2 separate regions of the Mus musculus genome follow, and region 1 is linked to region 2. Evidence: chromatin contacts called from public promoter capture Hi-C data. All regions are on one chromosome and are shown on one strand. The core of a region is the stretch at or near the end of the contact, and the rest is flanking DNA. Distances in the headings are between cores, read along the strand shown. Region 1 holds the start of Mast1 (microtubule associated serine/threonine kinase 1). Region 2 overlaps Nfix (nuclear factor I/X).

The links. Promoter capture Hi-C pulls out the DNA fragments that hold promoters and counts their contacts.
Region 1: a promoter capture Hi-C map of stem cell-derived epiblast-like cells shows a contact between it and region 2, with 2.5 times the contacts expected there. The contact joins the promoter of Mast1 here to the enhancer-like site in region 2. A contact is called at or near these places in 13 of 39 promoter capture datasets (the C10 cell line, the SN4741 cell line, cranial neural crest and 8 more), 1 of 115 datasets of contacts at active chromatin or transcription factors (pancreatic cancer cells) and 3 of 9 other capture datasets (adipose tissue, liver and pancreatic islet).

What each region holds. Positions count from the first base shown.
Region 1 is chr8:84,935,395-84,939,344 of GRCm38.p6, reverse strand. It overlaps Mast1 (microtubule associated serine/threonine kinase 1), which reads left to right and starts at 1,992. Exons shown (of 26, transcript NM_019945.2): 1 at 1,992-2,150; 2 at 3,551-3,639. The coding sequence starts at 2,068.
Region 2 is chr8:84,740,832-84,745,283 of GRCm38.p6, reverse strand. The region is part of intron 2 of Nfix (nuclear factor I/X); the gene reads left to right. Among named protein-coding and RNA genes, the nearest start is that of G430095P16Rik, 20 kb to the right of the region's middle. RefSeq lists an enhancer at 244-3,423. Within about 2 kb of position 2,458, at least 132 of the 459 cell types and tissues checked have an H3K27ac peak or open chromatin away from gene starts, as enhancers often do. A contact at or near this core is called in the SN4741 cell line, adipose tissue, pancreatic cancer cells and 2 more, where this site is marked.

The sequences.
Region 1 (3,950 bases), core at 743-3,242, 190 kb before region 2:
AAATAAATTTTTAAAAAATTTAAAGTCGGGCAGGGCAGTGGTGGCGCATGCCTTTAATCCCAGCACTTGGGAGACAGAGACAGGCATATTTCTTTTCTTTTCTTTTCCTTTCTTTTCTTTTCTTTTCTTTGTTTGTTTTTTGAGAAAGGGTTTCTCTGTGTAACCCTGGATGTCCTGGAACTCACTTTGTAGACCAGGCTGGCCTCAAACTCAGAAATCTGCCTGCCTCTGCCTCCAATTGCTGTGATTAAAGGCATGCATCACCACGCCTGGCCTTAAGTTTTTGGGTTTTTTGTTTTGTTTGGTTTTGGTTTTGGTTTTGTTGCTTTTTTGTTTAGTTAGGTTTTTTGGACAAGTTCCATCTTATCTACAAGCCTCTATCCTTGAATTTCCCACATGCTCTCTCCACAGATCCTCCCATGGCTGCCCCTTCCTGGTTTTTAAAGATTGATTATTCATGTATTTTATGTATATGAGCACTCTGTCTTCATACACATGAGAAGAAGGAGTCAGATCCAATTACAGATGGTTGTGAGCGGAGATGAGCTGGGAATTAAACACAGGACCCCTGTAAGAGCAGCTAGTGCCCCTAACCGCTGAGCTATATCTCCAACCCTGCTTTCTTTCAAAATTTCTTCTCTCTCTCTCTCCCCCTCTCTCAGTATGTGTGTGTCCATGTGTTCGCATGCATGTGTGTGTCAGCATGAGTGTGGAAGTAAGTAGCTTTCTCTTGGAATGTTGCTTGCCTTACACAATGTGGGTCTTAGGAATATACCTCAAGTCACCAAGCTTCTTGGTCACTAGATCCTCAAGCCAGGCAGTGGTGTCACACGCCTTTAATCCCAGCACTTGGGAGGCAGAGGCAGGTGAATTTCTGAGTTCAAGGCCAGACTGGTCTACAGAGTGAGTTCCAGAACAGCCAGGGTTACACAGAGAAAACTTGTCTCAAAAAACAAAACAAAGAAAGAGAGAGAGAGAGAGAGAGAGAGAGAGAGAGAGAGAGAGAGAGAGAATTTTTCGGTTTAGGGTATAGTTCAATTGGGAGAGCGCACTGCACAAAAGCTTGGCTGATAAACAGGGTGTGGTGGAGGGTGGAACATGCCTGTGACATCAGTGCAGAGAACCTGTAGGCAGAATCAGATGATCAAGGTTACCCCTCAGCTACTCAGCAAGTTCAAAGCCAGCCTGGACTTCCTGAGACCCTGTCCGGAACAAAGGACAATGTTTTACAAACACTGTCGTGGAGGCTCACAGTTGTGATCTGAACATTTGGAAGGTGAGGCAGCACTATCTCAGTTGGAGGGCAGCATGTGTGACGTAATGAGCTCCAAGCCATCCTGAGATATATGAGATTCTGTCTTGTCAAAAAGCCAAGTAAGTAGGGCGGTGGTGGCGCACGCCTTTAATCCCAGCACTTGTGAGGCAGAGGCAGGCGGATTTCTGAGTTCAAGAAGGCCAGTCTGGTCTACAAAGTGAGTTCCAAGACAGCCAGAGCTAGACAGAGAAACCCTGCCTCGAAAAACCAAAAAAAAAAAAAAAAAAAAAAAAAAAAGCCAAGTAAAACTTTATTTGCATGAACTTGTTTTTAGATGCCCAGTTGGGTCTATTTCTTGTGTAATTGAGCCTGTTTTGGTTACTGGGAATCGGGAGAGGAATCAGGAAGGCAAGGGTGACATGGTGATGCTGATGAAGCTCAGGTGAACGGAGAGGCATCGTGGGCAGTGGCCACTGTCCACGCTGACCTTCATCTTTTTTACCCCCTTTTCTTCCAGAAGGATTTACCCCTGCCCCGGAAAAGCAGCAGGTGAGCCTTGGGGGAGAGGTGCATTGGGATGAGGCCCCCAGGTAGGGCATCAGGCGTGCACACGGGCGGGGCCTCGCGCGGCGACACCCCGCAGCGCCCCCTCGCGACTGGCTGCAGCAACAGGGCCCTCCCCTCCCCCGCCTTCCCCTGGCCGCTGCTGCGGCTCCAGCCTCCGCCCAGCACACTCGCTCCCCGCGCTGCCGCTGCCGCTGCCTCTGCTGCTGCTGCCGCCGCACCTGCCACCATGTCGCCGCCGCCGGGTCATGTCTGACTCTCTCTGGACCGCGCTTTCCAATTTCTCGATGCCCTCCTTCCCCGGCGGCAGCATGTTTCGCCGCACCAAGAGGTAGACCCCCAACCCCTAGACCCTGTCCGGGACCTCCGGGTGAAGCCACCCTGCCGGCTGCTGCGGCAGGGCGGGGCCGGGATGCTGCTAGCTGTCCAGCTGCGCCAGAGGTGTCCGCGCTGTGCCCTCCCGCAGGGGATGGGGTTAAACGCGGACAGTGCGGGGCGTGCTGCGGGGGGAGACTGAAAAGGCCTGAGATGGGGAAAGGGGTCGTGCCTGCGGGGGGTTGCAGCGCCTTTGTTTGCAGACGCTGTGGGCTCAGGCGGCCTGGTGGGGGTAGGGGAATGCGGGGAGGGGGGCCTTGGCACCCTCAGAACAATAGCCGCAGCTTGGTTCCCCCCCGCCCCCATCTGCGTGCTCTTGGACAAGCTAATATGCTCAGTCACTGCGGCTGAGAGCGAGGGGGCTAGAGCGAGTGGGGGCTCTTCTTACCCAGCTGCTAGGCAGAGGAAGGGGGGGTCTTTATCACTGCAAGAAGCCTCCCAACTCGAACACATCCTCACACTGAAAATAGTGACACAGCGTCACACAGAACATGACCACACACATACAACCCTAGTGACTCCCATACACTGGGAGGCACCGCATATACTCAGCCACAGGTCAAAGCCATGCACAAATAGGGTCACCTCCCGTGTCACACACAGACACACACGCGCACACACACATCGTGTTCTCCTAGTAAAATGTCACACGCATGACTACCCACCAAAACAACGTTCCCATCCAAGATACATAGATCCAATTTCAGAATGAGACAACCATACGCCTAACAACATCACAGCATCTGTGTCACATTGACACCAAGATAAACAGACATAGGGACTCCTGCAAAAGCAGGGACACACAATCACATAGCAGATACCCGTGTGGTACATGGCTGCATGCTTGGATGCACCCGTTGTCACAGGGTGTTAAATCCACACACAGTAGATGTTGAACACACACAGCCAGCATCTCTCATGCTGATAACCCCAACTGACATCGGCACATCTGCAGCTTTCTGCCTTCATGCACCATGCTGGAGTTACACAGTCATGAACAAGCTGTGTTTCCCACTGCATCACCCACACAGAAGGATGTACCATCACACAGAGAACATACATGACACACTAGTGTCATTCAGTGTAGATCTCATACAGTGGATGCCGCATGTGAATGCTATGGGCAGACTCAAGGACACAGACATTCAGGGTCACCAGTGGTATCACCGTTGACTATCAGGCTATAGCTGACACAAACCTCACAGAGCTGCACAGGAGTCACACTCTACCCTCGATGTAGCACATACTGGCTGCTGCTTGGAAGAGAATTGAGGACCTGAAATGGAAGAGTGGCCGCATAGGCTCACACTCAAAGCTCTGGGGTCTCTGTTGACACCCGCTCTCCTTCCCTGGCAGTTGCCGTACCAGCAACCGGAAAAGCCTCATCCTGACAAGCACTTCTCCGACTCTACCGCGACCCCACTCCCCGCTGCCGGGCCACTTAGGTGAGATAAGGATGCAGCTGGGGTCAGTGTGGATGTAGACCATGGGAGGCGGGGCCACAGCAGGGGCGTGGCCATTTCTGTATGGGCATGGCCACTCTGGATTGATGGTGGGGGTGCACTCAGTTTAGAGGATGCTGATTGAACAAGGGTAGAGGCAGAAAGGAGGAACCGTAGCTGAAAGTCGGAGCCCTCTTAGAGGAGGCCAAACGGGCACCAAGGTGAGTTCAGTGACTCGAGATCCTTCTCAAAAAAAATGTTTAGAGAGGCAGGGCCACTGCAAAAGGGGCGTAGCCTACTCTACATGCTCGGGC
Region 2 (4,452 bases), core at 1,209-3,708:
AATCCTAGCAAGGAACTATTGAAATGCAGACCCTGCCACCCACCCCAGGAGCTGTTTGGGACCCTGCTGGACCAGCCTAGGCTGCTCCTGCTTAGGGCTAAGTGGACCGTCCTGTTTCTGTCCACACACTGACTAGAGGAAGCCCCCTGTGCCTCTCCTGTAAGGACATCACACATTCCTTTGAAGTGGAGAGCCACTGTGTTCACCCTGCCTCATCCTGTCCCCAGCCTCTAATCCTTACGATGTTCTTTCCCTCCATGGCCCTGAAGCTCAGGCCGCTGGGGAAGAGCACAGGTATGGGGTGTGGGGTGTGGGGTGTGGGGTGTGGAGTGGCCAGAGCAGTGTAGAGCAGGATGATGGGAGAGAGCTGAGGGGGCCTGGTATACTTACTGGGTGAGCTTGTGTTGGGGGTCTTTCTGGTCCTCTCAAGAAACTCAGGTGGGGGACAGGCTGGCTATGGGCACCCTTGCATCTCAGCTCCTTTCCTGAGGGCTCTGTCTCACGTCTGATCTTGCTTTCTGTCCCCACTCCTCACTCCCCACACCCACACTTCCCTCTTCTCTCTTCCTTCTTTCTGGCTCTGGTTCCCTGGCAGGCTAGAAAGCAGTTGATAAACTCTCCAGAATTTTTTATAAATTTCCCAAACTTTTCCAGATGCCAATAAGGGGCCAGAGAGACCCTCGAATTGCAGAGCAGGGGGTGATGGAAGAGACACTGTCCCACAGCCTTCCTTCCTCTCACACTAAAGGGAGCAGGACGATGCCAGTGCCAGGGGCATCCACCTTAGAGTTCAGACAGCTACCAGCCCCGGGGAAATGGGGAGCAGAGAGACAGGGGGACCTGGCCCCAAGAGTGCCCTAAGTTGGGCCAGCAGGAACCTATCACTGTCAGAGCCTGGGGTGTGTGTGTGTGTGTGTGTGTGTGTGTGTGTGTGTGTGTGAATCAGAAGAGGTAATGTGGGCACAGTGTAGGGGTCGATCCCTCCCTACTCCCCCAAAGGGGTGCTGCCCCCACCTCTGCTGTTCGGTCCATCCACTCCCTGGACACCTCCTAAAACAAAGGCCTCTTTGTGGTCCTGGCCCACTGGCCAGCTGCCAACTGCATTCTTTGCGTGTTTCCTGAGCAAGGCTCCTGGCTCAGTGGTCGGCTCCTCCCCCACCCTGCCTGAGGCCCCCAGCTTGACTCTTGGTGGTTTCTCAAAGTCGCTTCTCCTCGACACCCCCCCCCCAAGTTGCCATCTTCCCTATGGGTGGGTCCAACTGTCCTGAGAAGGGAGACCCCCAAGGAAGGAGCCAGCCAAAGTGCTGAGCAGGCTGGGCTGTGCTCCGATCTTTCTTAGTAGGAGCTAAGCATCCCTATCTGTATGACTAGGGCCAGCACCCCGCCACACACACACACACACACACACACACACACACACACACACACACACACACACGCTAGCCAGTCGGGTTCAGTATGGTCAGTATTGAGAGTACCTCACTCTGGCTGCCCTTTGGTTGGACTGTGGACTCAGGACCTGGGCAGGGCCTCCAGAGCCTCTGATGGTATATTTCCCTGCAGCTTCAAGGCCTGTTTCTGTTGCTGAGGCTGGCACCCGGTGGGGGGGTGATTCTTTCCCTCAGGGATAGGGCTACATCCGCCTGCCCCATCTCTGTCTCTGCACGTGTGTTCCCCTGCTGGCACCTATCCTATCCTACTTGGTAACAGCATGGCAGCCTCCTTGGGTAGGCTGTGTGTGTGTGTGCGCGCGCGTGTGTAGGGGGGTAGCCTAACTTTGGAAGTAGAACGCATTGGAATATAGGCAGATGCACACTCTTCAGTCACCAGTCACTGTGGTACATGGTCACGACAGATACTGTCCTAATGAAGTCCTAGATCTCTCTCTGCCCTGGGTCTCCTCCTCCCTTGTTAAAAAATGTTCATAATTTGGAAAGAAAGGGAACTTTTTACAAGCTGGCGGATCTAGAGAACTTTCCATCAGTTTTTTCTGGCCTCGTGATGGGTGGGGCCCTTTTTTCCTTCCCTGTTCTCTCCTGCTCTTCTCATAATCTCCCCTCCCCCTCCCTTCAGAGCGCGAGCGTGCACGTGCGCGCACACACACACACACACACACCCCTACCCCTACTTACCTACCTACCTTAAGGAGACCTCTAACAACCACCGTTCCAGAAAAGCTATTGGGGGTTGAGGACCTGTCTGTATCCTCCTGGGCCAGATCCAGGCTCGCCACCCCTCCCCCAGAGGCTGTTCCACTGCAGGCCTAGAATCTCCCAAGCTTTACAGAGCCTGTGCCAAGTAAGACCCAGGCCCAAAGTCTGCTCACCCTCCCCTGAGAGCCTGCCGTACTCCTGCTGGGCGGGGGTCCCCTGGGTCCAACACTGCCAGGGAGGGAGCGAGTGCTGAGCTCACTGCCTCGGCATCTGCCCTCCCCCCCACCTCTGGTGTGAGGGCCAGCCGTACTCCCGCCAGCGCCTCGCTCCCTAATAGCTTTTTAAGTCCAACCACATGTGTCTGAGGAGCAGAGCGGTGCCGCCCCTCCTGCCTCAGCGCTCCCCCTGGCTCCGTGAGACCACCCTCCACTTACAGCGCCTGGGGCCGGGAAAGGGATCTGGCTCCCAGGCCCACCTGAACAAGACAGGCTGGTGCCCGGCCTGAGAGTAACTCCGGAGGGTCACGTGAGGGCAGTGTTCTGATCCCGGGTCCGGGGTCCCTTTCCCCCTGAGCTGCCTGAGATCTTGTTTATGTGTATGCCTCAGTGCTAGGGCCTTGTGCCAGCGCTGCTCTCCTTGAACCTAGCCCCACTGGGGTGACCCCACAGTCGCCTCTCTGACTCAGTACACGTGCGGTTCCCTGTGCGTGTGAGTGGTCTATCGGGAGGCCTGTGGGGTGCGGTTTCGCAGAAGGGGAGTAAGGGCTGGGAACAGACCAAGCGAGCAGGCCTGGGGTCCTAATGAGAAAATTGCTTCCAGCCAGCGAGCCCTGCTCTGCGGCTGAAATTGCATCCAGCCCCAGCCAGCTTGAGCTAAAGAAGACCCCGCCCTTTGGCAAGGGTTTGGAGCAGCCTGTGTACAGCTCATTCTGCCTACCCTTGCCCCATGCACCTAAACGGAGGCACCTTAGTCCCCAGTTGCTTGGGCAGGGCTAGATTCTGGACCCAACCATCCTCATCTCAGGAGGTAGAGGAGTTCTGAGAGCTCCTCCCCGCTGCCACACAGGTCTGCTGCAGTTATAGACCCACTGTGTGCAGAGGGCTCAGAGCAAGGCCACCTGCCAAGTGGCGTTTGGCTTACAGAGAAAGGCTCTCTAAGGAGCCTTGGTTCTCCATCAGCCCAGGTACAAATCTGCCTGTGTGGCATCCTGTCTTCCAGGCTGCCTCATTTGGAACTCAGCCTCCTTGGGAGCTCAAAGCAGGACCCTTCTGCACTTCCAGAGCTCAGTACCCTAGCCCTAGGCAGGACAACCCAGTGGGTGAAAGGCTGATTTAGCTTGCTTGCTTTTCTCTTCCTTCCCTCACGCAGTTCTGGTCTCTGAACAGAACTAGCTGCAGAATTTGTGGGACTCAAAGCAAAATGAAAACGCTGGGCCTCTTGTTCAAGTTAAAGATGTCAAGATAGTGATGTCAGAAACCAAGGCCACAAAAGCAGCTCGTGGCAGCTCAGTTTCCGAGGAGAGTTGGTACCGCACATAGACTGCTGGCTTGGAACACTGGCTCTTCCTGATTGGACCAGAAGGTCCCTTACCGGTGATGAGGGAGACTTGTGGACTCTGGGGCCTACAGGTGGGAATCTCTTCCTGCCTTCAGGCTTTGTCATCTGCTGATGCAGCCTCCCACCCCAATGTTTGGCTATCCTGCTTGATGGCTTTTAGAGGTGTGGCTGGAGAGGAGGAGGAGAACCAGCTACATACTCCATGCTGTCAGGGGAAGACTGCCCTGGTCGCTCTGGAGAAGCAGAGATGGAGAATCACAGCCCTGGGCCTGGGTAGCCCTAAGTGGAACCTGTTGGGCCAAAGGTGGTTCAGGTTGTCCTGTCCCTCTGGGTGGAGCCCTCCCTGTAGCCACAAGTTCCAAAAACTGTGGAGGAGAAGGGAGCTAGCAGGAGTGCTCAAGGAAGAAGGCAGGAGGAAGGAAGCAACCCCATTGTCATCCCTAAATTACTGGCTGGGATGGCAGGGGAGGAGGCGGAAAGCCGACATTGTTTACTTAATTAAAAGTAAACAACAATTTGCCGCTGCCAGCCTCCCATTAGCTGTGTGTGGAGCCCTAGAGCAAAACGGAGACTGACTTTAGGCTTTCGCTCCCACCAAGCTGACATCCCCAGCCTTGGCTTTTCCCTGATAAAGCCCTTCCCGCCTAGATCCCTTTCCACTCAGGCTCAGGAGGGAAGATGAACCAAAAACTTTCAGGAGTATCCCACAGGATGTGGGTCAGAATATATGTATTGAGACACC